2 separate regions of the Gossypium hirsutum genome follow, and region 1 is linked to region 2. The links are chromatin contacts, called in public Hi-C maps. All regions are on one chromosome and are shown on one strand. The core of a region is the stretch at or near the end of the contact, and the rest is flanking DNA. Distances in the headings are between cores, read along the strand shown.

Region 1 (5,840 bases), core at 2,868-5,367, 600 kb before region 2:
AGAAGTGCTGGAAAATTGTCATTCTGAGAGGAATTTTTTTTATTATTTTGTTTTCCTTTTAAGAGAAAATATTTGAATGGATTTAAGAGTAAACTACATCAATAGTCATGAATATGCGTAACTTATTGTTTTGGTCCCTCAACTAATAAAGTTACAATTCGGTCACCAATATTTTTTGGATCAGGTGTGACACTTTTTTTAATTGATATAATAAATTTGATCCCAACTTTTATATTTTCTATCAATTTGGCCTTGGTTCTATATAAAAATTATTTTAAAAAATTAAAATTCTTTAAAATTAAAAAAATTGAAATATATATAAAATTATAAAAATATAAAACAACAAACTACACTCTCAAAAACAAAAGAAGAGCTAGAAATAATAATAATAATAATAATAATAATAATAATAACAACAACAGAAACTACACCCTTAAGAGGTTGCAAATTTTAAATGAAAAACAAACACTTAAATCACTTCAAAAGGCTTTTAATTAAGTGTATCTACTGGCAGCAACTAACATCGATCATCATCAGACAACAGCTCGAAAACAAAACAAAAAATGCAGCAGCAAGCAAACCGACAATAAATCAAATAACAAATCTACATTTATACAACGGAATGAACAAAAATGAAAAAGAACGATCAATATTTGACCTAAACAACATGATCTTCTTGCACTCTGAACGATCCTGGAATTGTACACCTTCAATTCAATTGCGTTTGTTCTAGGTGAAGGAAGAAATTGAGAAAAACTTTTAGGGTTTAAATTTATAACTTTAAAAGTTTTAGCTTTTTTTGTTTGTTTTGTTTTTGGTTTTATATTTTTATGATTTTCTACATGCTTTTTAGAAGCTTTAAAATTGAATGAAGATTAACATTTATATTGGAACATGTGCAAAGGTCTAAAAGGATGGGTACAAAAGTAACATTATGAAGATATACAATGTTTTACATCATACCGATTTTGGAAAAGGTTAAAGAAGAGCACATGGAACTTGGTGGCTATCAAAATATCTCTTGATATGAAATTAGTTTGCTTCATCTGGTCTCACATAAAATCCATTTCTATAGCAGCAACTATCAACTCTCATCTCATTCTACATACTGTTTCATTATCCAATACCCTTCTTTCAATGCAAATTGGAGTAATATACAGCAGGAGTTTTAAAGTTGGAGACAAAAATCAGTTTTCGAGCCATGCTTCATGAAGGTTGAGTGAAGTCCATGTGATAGCAAGTGGGATTGCAAGGATAAGGGCAATCAATCTCCTTCGTTACTTTACGGTTGAAGTACCAATCACCTACAGACTCTGCAATGGTCTGTTTCCAGAAAATCACCCAACTCGGATGGTTAATAGATATCAAAGATCCAAGAAAAGCGCAAAGATCAACGATACACATTAAATATGACACATTGCTCACCTTATTGTTGATTCTTGGAGAATTGGATGAATGCCATGTCTCAGCCATCCATGTTTGGCAATGAACAAAGCAAGAATTTATGAACATTCCCCCTTCCTTGTCATGTTGGAGCTTACTTAGTGCTTTAAGCAGGGAACTACGGAAACCTACAGGTCAGAAGCCCACGACATAAGGGTTGCGTCAATGCTTGGAAATTTCGATTGCATGATTTTGATGTTGAGAAGTCTAATTGGATTGTTTTAGCCAAGTAGATTGGGTACATATTACATATCCAACTACCTTGTAGATTTTCAATCTGGGTAGAATCACATTTCTGAATGCTCAATCTGCACCTTCTCCAGTAGCCATCAGGATCCGATCCGGCGGGGACTAAGATGTGTTGTATCTAGTGATAGAACCTATAATGAGAAAGGAAATAGCATTAAGTAATAAGCAAATAGTCGTGTTTGAACAAGTTACCTGCCAAAAATCGTAGGCGGGGTTGACAATGAACAATGGGGTCCTAATATTTTCGATTATTTGTTGAGGAAAGATGCACTGGAAGAGCAATCAACAACAGACAGACAGCAGGTAAGTTGTGATTCAAACTATTTGAACTTGAACAGCAAAAGGAGAAAAAAGATTTAAAGGGAAACAAGAAACAAATAAAATAGAAAAGCATAAAACCTACCTTGGATGGCTCCATTTCTGTGATACATTCCTTGTGCAAACTTTTTGCTACACCCTGACATGACATGCATACAAGATCAAATTCAAAAATGGTCGAATAACAGAAGAAAAGATTGAGGAATCACTGATCAGGACCTAATGGTATGTACTCAAATTACCTATTAAAATTTTTATGATAATCGCCAAAATGATTAAAACCAAATGGCATCATTTTCTAAGGAGGAACAATACATAATACAAGTATGATATATGGAGATTGAAACTGAACCTGTAGTTGGACAACATCATGGTAGAAATTACTCATGGTGCGATTTCCAAGAATATCTGGCCTGCAATGTAGAGAATACAAAATAAACTAACATATACAGTCAAGACTCAAGACTAACTTCAATTAGGATGCATTACCTTGGATCATACAGACAAACGAAGCAATACACATTATTAAATACATAAAAGTATATACATATATGATGTAGTTTTATATCCACACATTATAGAACATTATGACCAGTTAAAGAATTAGCTTAAATTTTAAAATGCATTGATCTTGTACCAACAAAAAAAGAACATACTCATCAAGGAAAAAACCTGCATCAGCAAGACACTTGACAGTGGCATCCTTTGGCAGATGCGCTCGAAAGTCATCACAATGTATAAGAGTTGCCAAACCTCCAGCAGAGCATCCTGTAAGAAGTGCCTGCAAAGTCCACAAATCCATCACCTTGCAACTATCAACTGAACGATAACGATATTGAAAAAGAGTGAACAATGTCGTTATTTACAATTTCACTTTTAAATATGAAACTGTAAAAAAAGCATCAGTGTAGTAGCTACCTACCTGTTTGGCCTTAGACAAGCCAAGTGATAAGAGTTCACTCATAATTGCTTCCCAAATGAGTTGGCCCCTGAGGAAAAGCTTAGTTCCATTCTAAGGAAAAAAACCCGAAAAATTAAACCATATTTTTAAAGCAAATAATTATTTCAGTAAAAAAAAATAACAAATAAAAAAAAAAAACAAATTTACCTTGAACTCACTTTCAGGGTGGCCAGCTAAAGATGCACCATCACAGTAACGCATCTTAACAATGTTCCAATTGTAAAAATCTGAAGAAAATAAAAATTACCCATTTTGAAAGCACACTCTTTAAACAGCATAAGTTATCCAAAAAAAGAAAAAGGAAACTAATGATGCAAAAAGTATACCAGGATTTTGCGAAGATTGATGGCTTAAAATCCCATCGAATGGAATTAGGGGATCCATGTACTTAGAGGAACCCAAAGCTGTTCTTTTTCGAATCTCGCATGTTTCTATTGAATTACACCAACCTCCACCCTATAAATCAAACAAGTAAAATTCGAAAACCAAGTTAAATTCTTGTAAAACCCCAAAAGGAAAAGGGAAAAGTAAAGAAATTACCTCAATGTGGAGAAGCCAATTGTTAGAGCCAGAACCAAAGCCCTTCTGAAAATGGTATCCAGGTAAACTTCCATCTAAACAAACTGCAAAAAAGAATTAATCGAAAAGTCAATGCTAATAATTAAATTTGATAAGAGACCCAAAATTAAAAGTTTGAATCTTGGAGGATACAAGCGCCTGTAGCTTTGGCTCTGTGAAGCAAAGTCAAAGGAATGAGATGGTGGTTGGAGGGGAGATTGAAGGTAGAGGAGGAGGAGGAGGACGTGGGGTTTCGAGAATCAAAGAGGAGAGTGAGAGCGAAGAGGATGATAGTGAATCCCACGGCTGCGATCGCCCAATCCTTCTTCGCCCACTTTCTCCACCCACGAAGCCTAGGATTTGCCATTGCTTCAAAGCTCCAAAAAAACAAATTGCAGTGGAGAGTTAGGTATTTCGTTTGTTTGTCTTTATTGTAACAAAACGAATGGATTACTAGACTCACAAGTGGAAAGCACAACAAGCCCATACTGCGTCCTTTGATAGATCTCTAAACTACATGAATTTTAGTTCATATCAAAATTTCATATTTTTAAAACATGTTTTAACTCTGACGTGTGAAATTTATCATTTTCTAACATGTTTTTGTATCATATTCAAAATTTTCGTGCCCAAAAATTATGCCACAATATCAATTAAACCATCTGAAAATAATATTGGGAAGTTATGAATGACAAGAAAAATGGGAAAACTGCATGAATCCTAAAGTATGTGTACCATTACCAACATCATTTGGTTACATGACTGCAAATCAAACATGAAAGATCCATTTGCTTGACATGAATGAAATTACAATCGTTTGTAAAGGTTAAATCTGACACCAATACACACGATCCAGTATAAAATTCTAAAATTAGCAAACCTGTGCGAGTCACAGTATCATAAGGTTTTGGTATTTCCTATCTACCATATGAACCTTTGGATCATGGGTTCATGTTCCCAGTGGAACGGCCAAAACGAACATTCTCATCATAAAGATATTAAGGACTGTATATAGAATACCCGTCAGAAGCCAGCTTTGGCTGTTGTTAATGCTGGAATGAAGCATGACCTGCTGTGAAATGCAGAGGAGCCGCAAAAAGAGAGAAATGAGACTAAAATACATTATTTGAGCAAATTTTGGAGAAACTGCATGAGCTTCTTTCACACCTGTGACATTAAGTGGCAGAAAGAGAAAGAAGAAACAAAAGAAAGGAGGTAAAGGAAACAAATAGTATGGTAAAGTGAATAATACCTAGAACTACACTCCCATTCCAAAAGAGAAAAGAAACAAATGTCAGCAACACGAAGAAGAAAGGGCTAACGGAGACCGAAAGCTTCCACTTTATGTGTCATGAAGTCAAAACAATGGCTGAAATCTCATAAAGCAGACCTGAATTATAATGTCAATAGGATGTCACATTAGCATAAATGATCTCTTCTCTGGCAAAGAGTAATTCCTTAAACCTTATGAACATGGTTGAAGAGAAAGTCTATAACAAAATAATTTAGTTATTTTTGCAAATTATTTCACTAAAGCCAAGATCAAAGATGTTAAAGTTACCTGAGGTTTGAGAGGCTGAAGAGGTGTTTGTCGAGTTTGTCCAGTAAAAAGACTGTTTATTAGCCTCTGCATTTCCCATGGATTTCCTTTTCCTCAAGTTTGATCTCACATTGACACTGGTATAAGGGTTGACAAACTGCTACCCTTGTTTGATGCCTTCAAATTATCTACTAACACACGATTTCTTTGATGTGCCAGAGTGATATCACTGACCCCAGAGTATGCAACAAAAAGCATCCATATAATAATATTTTCTGTTGAATAACAACAGGCAAGGCCTCAAGCTACAAGAACATAGCTGAAATGAGTAAAAACCTACAGGAAACAACAAAGAAGAAAGGTACAAAAACATTTAGTTAAATATGATCTATCCCAAAATTGTTTGATTTGATTGTCCTAATTATTGGCACTCTCTTAGCCATGTATATCAAGATTACGAAGTAAGAAACCTCAGGAATAGCTTGCATTCAGTTTTCCATATGCAGTCCGAAACATAGCAAGGTAACCTTTTCCCCAGGCAGCTTGTGAAATATCATCCAGGAAATTTTCATTATTGACAAAATAAGGAAACTAAAATTAAACCGACTCATTTACCAATGCACTGAATAGATATTTCTTCTTCAGACGTGCAAGATACATGGCGAGCACAGCAGTAAGTGATGCAACATCAGTATAGTAAAGAAAAGTGAAGAACCAGTGGACTGGATACAAGGCTAGAATTGTTGCAAAAACCGTTGATTTTGTATCATC
Region 2 (6,037 bases), core at 543-3,042:
ATTATACTGCTAAACATACATTATTAAACTTGTTTTTAATTACTTTCAGCATGTACTTGAATCCCTAAAGCCAAAAATGATCCATTTTCCAAGCCACATTCACTTCCCACATTACCACACTTATGGGTTGCTCAAATAAATCACTAAACATTTGATAAATTAAAAAAGTTAAAATCTTTCAAAATTGTGAAATAAGAATTATTTGTTTTTCAAATGTTTTTAAATAAAGGTTCTCAAATGCTCAAATATTAAGTATTACAAAGTGAGATCAAGTGTGTAAAAATCCTTTATTAGAGCATTTTTAAAATGATTTATTTCGTATTTAAACATTTTAAAAGATTTGATGTTTATGTAAATAACAAAAAAATCTAACCTCAATTGATGAAACCACGCATTTAAAGCATGAGATTAACTCAACTTTCTTCAATTTATCATCTCAAAAATGTGACATTTTTGTATAGTGTTTTTGGGGTTTGAAACAACAATATGTTTACATTAAATTGATAAAAAGAGATAATGGGGGCTGGTGATAGTTGTTAGTTGGCTGAGTATGGAAGGGTTACCAAATCTTAACACCTTCCATTTTTCTTGGGGGAGGAATCCAAAATTACTGATCCCTAAAGACTGACTAACAATTAGATCATAAGGGACTAAGTATAGACCTATCCAATCCCATATTCTCCTCTTAATTCTATTTTGATTTTTGAGGTACATTAATTTTGCATTTAAACATTGTGGAGCCATCTTTTTTTCCATTTTTTTTATTGTTTTCCCCTATTGATAGCATTTCCCTTGCCATGCTACATGGAAAAGAAAAAAAAAGGCCTATTCGGATAGCATTGATGGTGCAAATATTTTCTTCACCTTTTAGCAAAAATAAGTAATACCTAGCTAGATTTAGCTGGATCAGTGAACAACGATATATACCATTTCTATTAATGGTCTTATTTCTTTTCAAAACCCTTTATCTCTTGATATGCTTGAGTATAAGGGAAACTCAAGTGTTCATCATAGGCTTCTTTGTAAATAAAGCCTTTTCCTTATTCCTAGTGCCTAAATCAAACAAAAATAAGATATAAAAGTCAAAAAAAACTAATTAATTACCCCTCATTTGGATGATTAAGTCTTGGGTAGAAGCTGGTAAAGAAAAATACAAGTTCTAAGTTAGTTGGTCCCTTGCTTGCAAGTTAAACAAAGCATCTAATGTAAGTTTCCTAAACAATATCATGAGATGGGGTTTGGATTAACACATCAAACGTCCCACTGGTCCCCATTGTATAGCAACCCACGTGCATAGATACATCAAAGTTCGTATATCAACTATCATAAAAGAACCCCCTTCCCCCCAAGTAGAATAATTTAACACAAAAACGAAAAGTTAGTGCCAATTATACAAAGATATATTGAATTGTTTTCATGAATATAGTCATTTGAGTAAGTAGTTGGTGATGGTTCTCAATCAAAGCTAACACTTGGGGCGAAGGATCCTATGCACAAAAAACTAGGATGTTTTAATTATGCTTCAAGTTTTAAGGAATTATTCTTTACTATTTCAATTTTAATTTAATTAACACAATTGAAATTTTAGTAATTAAGAGAATGTAAATTTAAATATGCTTATATAGTTTTGAAAGGTTATAGATAGATGTATGCATTATAATTTTATGTTTACATTTTAAAATGTCATTTGAGATCAAACAAGTAAAAAGATTAAATATAAAAGTTGTAAGAATATAGGGACTAAGAGTAGAAATAGACCAACTAGAAACTCTCTCTTTTATAAATCCATCTGTTGGCTAAAATAGTTTCTCCTGTTTCTTTTTTGTTTTTCTTTACTTTCACTAAAAGTGGAGAAAAACCCTGAAACAAAATGTAAAATAATAGGAATTCAAGGAAAACAAAAAAGAATATGATTTGATGATTATATTCCATTCTTTGTTGGATTCCCTTCTCTCAATCAATATTGTACCTTGTTCAGTTTGATCTTAATGTACGCAGAATTCAGCCAGATTTCCCTTCTCACCATGTCCAATTCAGAGCTGATCCTTGTTAATAAAGACGATGATCAGAAAAGGATCGTGAAACGACCGCCCTTGGAGTTTCAAGACGAGTGCTGCTGTGAAGCTACAGCCATTTATAATTATCCTTCAAATGATATTCCCGGTAATGATGATCGAGAACCAGCAGTAGTGCAAGATGATGAAGAGAAAAAGAGAATCGAAAAGGACAAGAAGAAACTTATATGTTCAGGAGAATTAAAGGCAAGGGTTGATGATGATGATGATGATGATGATGATGGGTTCAAGACCCCGACGTCTATGGACCATAAAATCCCAGAGAAGAAACAATGCCCACCTGCACCAAGAAAGCCAAAGGCGAATAAAAGAAAAGCATCGCCCAGTGCAAGCATATGCAGGGTTTCAGAAGAGGTTGAGTCCTGGTTTGCTGCCTCACTTGCTGATGATTTACACCGTAAGATGAAGAAAGCTCGAACGCAAGAGAATGGATCATGTTAATTTGTTTGTAGCATCATATCATGTATACATATCAGTTTATCTATATTCGGTAAGAAATAATTTTATGTAAAATGAGAACCATATGGTATAATAATATTCCTATGAAAATGGGGAGTGCATGCAGCATGGTATCGCTTGAAATTAAATTGTTAAGTATACCAGTTTCTTCAACTGTTTACATTGATGTTTTTCGATAATTTGTAGGTTTGAATTCCGATATTTAATTTTTATTATCAATCTATACATTAATGCTCTAATTGTTCTTTAGCTTGTTTATTTCTTAAATAGAAAAAACTGAAAGATTGATAGGTAGGAGTTGTTTTGGGATCCAACTTCAAATTTAACAACAAAAATGTTATGTTGCTGTGACGTATGGAAAAATATTAAAAAATATACAAGAGTTGCAGCTTTAATAATTAGGAATCGCAGCTATTTTTGAGCTCAAGGTATTATGCTCCTTTATTGAAGAGGTTCCTAGATCAGAATTTGAATATTCGGGTCTGAGTACATGTATGTTTTCATCCACATGTGACAGGTGCATTATCATTTTAAGGGAAAAAAGCTTTATTTCGTTTTAAACTAAAAAGGAATAAAATATAATTTATAAAATTCAATCATGCCCATTTGATTAGAGATACAATCCTATTCAATTTGTCCAAAATCGAATTGAGAATGAAACCCAAGTCTAATTTGGGCTATGGGTTTTTTTTTTAAAAGGATAGTGGTTTGTAATAGGCCTTTGTAGTAAAGAAATAGAACGCAGCCCACCAGATTGTTGTCAATTCTCAAAGAAAAACACACATGTGATCAATCTATATTAGGGTATACGTGTATGTGGAAGTTATTAAGTCATTGAATAAATGTTCGCAAGGATTGCCTTTAATAACGGGTCAATATGAATTTGTTCACTTCACCTAAATTGATATTTTATGTTTTTTTTTAAATTGGTACCCAAGCTTTTTTTTCGTCAATTGAATTAATATATTTTTCTAACGTCATTAAATTTTAGATAGGTGACAGTATAATATTGTGACACATGACATGATGGCATCATAATGATGTCATAATTTACTAAATATAATAAAAATCAATAAAAAATTATTTTTAAAAGCTATATCCATTTTTTTCCATTTTTTTTTCCATTTTCCTTTTCCCGATTATCTTTTTCTTCTTCCCAATTTCCCTTTTCTTGTATTTTTTTCCTTCTTCCTTTTATGAACCTTAGCTATCGCCATCTACAACTGTCGAAGCTCTGATCGGGCACCATCAAAACACTCCTTTCCACCACCTATCTTTAAATCATCGGTTAGTTTTCCAAGAATCAGACCAAAATTTGATGAAACAAAAGCCAAAGCTTCAATCTCTTTTTTACATTGTCAAATCACCATCAGTCTCCGTTATGTGGTATGTCGTGTTGTGGTTCAACTTACCATCGTTGGGGTCACCGACTGGAGATCTGGAGTTCTGAACTCGAACTCGAACGAATAAGTCCTTTGACTTTCCTTCCTATTTTTGCTTCCCTCTTCTTCTTTTTTTACTGATTTTGGGTTATTTGGTTTTGGTTATTGTTTTTGGTTATTTGGCTTTGCTGGGTTTGGAAGCTCTCAAAGCATCAAAGATGTTATCAGAGCCATTAAGAAAATGCCCAAGAATTGAAACCCGAAATTTTTCTCAAGTCCAACAGTCAACTCGAATCCGATTCGAATAACTCATTGCCTCGACCTCGCTGGAGTAGTTTTACTTCTACTACCATTACACAACTTGTTCGAAACCCTGACCCTTTTGAGTTGCCAGAGAGTCATCCTTCAAGGAATGTGGTTGAGATTATTTTTTATACGAGTTAAAGTCCCAAGGCCTTTATGGGCCTTTATGGGTTTAATTGAGATGATTTTTAAAGTTCAAAACGAGTCGAGGACGGTGACTTAGTTTGATAAGTACCGAGAGACGGTCAAAGCTTGGTCTGGGTCAAATGGTTTGGTTTTCGGCGACTAGGAAAACACAAGGTTTTTGGCAGATGGGAATAAAGTAATGGGGTTTCATTGTTTGTGTCCAACTCTGGGGAACTATTCAATGATCGAAGTGTGGTTGTTTTCTAGTGAGAAAGGAGTGCTAGTAGTGGTAAAGGGAGGGAAGCGATGTTGGTTTGCAAGGACATTTTTAACATATTTTTTAATTATGACTTTATCATGCCATGTGTCACAATCCTATCCTGCCACCTATCTTAAATTTAACGGTATTACAAAAAAGTACAGATTTAGTTGACAAAAAAAATTTTGGGTACCAATCTAGGACAAAAAATATATATATATAAAGTATCAATATAGGAGAAGTGGACAAGTTCAAGTACCAATTTTACATTTTACCCTTATATAATCAATTGATTGCTTCACGTAGTTGTTTGGGATTAATGTTTTGCTATTATCACTAACTAAGCCACATATTTTTCTTGATCACAACTATTCAGGGTTAATGTTGCATCTTGTTTCTTTCATTTTTCTTTATTTAAATAATTTTTGTTTGTTGATTATTGCATGATAATTTTCTTAATTGATAAAAACCATGATTATTTCAATATTAGAAACATGTATTCATTTTTTCATCCATGAATTCACAAGCTATAGTTTTCTCTAAACAATTCAGTGATTTAACCAATGACTAACTATGATTTTATATTAGTTATTTTAAAGTGCTAATTCTAAGTTTTTAATAAGAAAGAGAGGATGGATTGTTGTTTCATCATATTTCAAGACATACTGTTTCTTTTTATAGAGAAAACAATAAAACATGTCAATTCAAAGTGTATGAATATGAAGTCCCATAGTTTTAAGGATGTTCAATTTCACATACTTAAATTTGGGTTCAATTCAGGTTACACAAGATAGATATAAGACGAAAAAAGCTTGGTGATAAGGACAATGACATCTCCAATTCTAAATACGAAGTTGGCGAAATGAGAGCTATTACATTAATATTGGAAGAGAAACAACAATTGATTTAGAGAATTTGCCAATACTTGAAAGTATTCAACACGAAGGAAATAGTTTGTTGGAAGAGTTAGAACTAGAGTTGCACATCAGATGTAAATGATATTTTGCACTTATTTTATTGTCAAGATGATGAGCATCAAAGTGCTAAACAACTTGTCCAGGAAAGTTTCTATGATGCCATTAGCATTATTTCATGATGTATTGTTGGAAGGAATTTGATGCCTTGTATCATACTATGAAGCAAAGAAGTTTTTAAAAGCTTTGGGCTTGAAGTATGTTAACATTGATGTGTGCCACTATAATTGATATATTGTCTATAAGGAAATGGATAATACAAACAAGTGGTCTGTGCGTCATCATAAATAGTGGAAGAGAAAACAATGAAACTACATAACAATGTAGTCTTATATTCTAATTCCAAACCTTTTTTGCATGTAGGAAAACTTTGATATCAATATTAATGATAAGTTGACTATTGAAGTTATTGATGCAGAAATGAACAAAGCTTAGAAGATTCAAAAGTTAAAACTAAAG

The links. Hi-C and Micro-C count contacts between places; a contact is called where the count stands out from the background.
Region 1: a Hi-C map of leaf shows a contact between it and region 2, with 4 times the contacts expected there. The contact joins the promoter of LOC107948895 here to the promoter of LOC107948881 in region 2. A contact is called at or near these places in 4 of 34 Hi-C or Micro-C datasets (callus, hypocotyl and leaf).

The regions. Positions count from the first base shown.
Region 1 is chrA04:72,781,905-72,787,744 of Gossypium_hirsutum_v2.1, reverse strand. It overlaps LOC107948895 (pectin acetylesterase 5), which reads right to left and starts at 4,117. Exons shown (of 13, transcript XM_016883556.2): 1 at 3,993-4,117; 2 at 3,683-3,906; 3 at 3,512-3,594; 4 at 3,298-3,427; 5 at 3,119-3,198; 6 at 2,933-3,022; 7 at 2,667-2,791; 8 at 2,363-2,423; 9 at 2,096-2,149; 10 at 1,885-1,962; 11 at 1,705-1,810; 12 at 1,426-1,571; 13 at 904-1,323. The coding sequence starts at 3,896. The coding sequence ends at 1,207. It also overlaps the pseudogene LOC107948044.
Region 2 is chrA04:72,176,060-72,182,096 of Gossypium_hirsutum_v2.1, reverse strand. LOC107948881 (cyclin-dependent protein kinase inhibitor SMR3) reads left to right here and starts at 1,792. Exons shown (of 1, transcript XM_016883537.2): 1 at 1,792-2,624. The coding sequence starts at 1,989. The coding sequence ends at 2,516.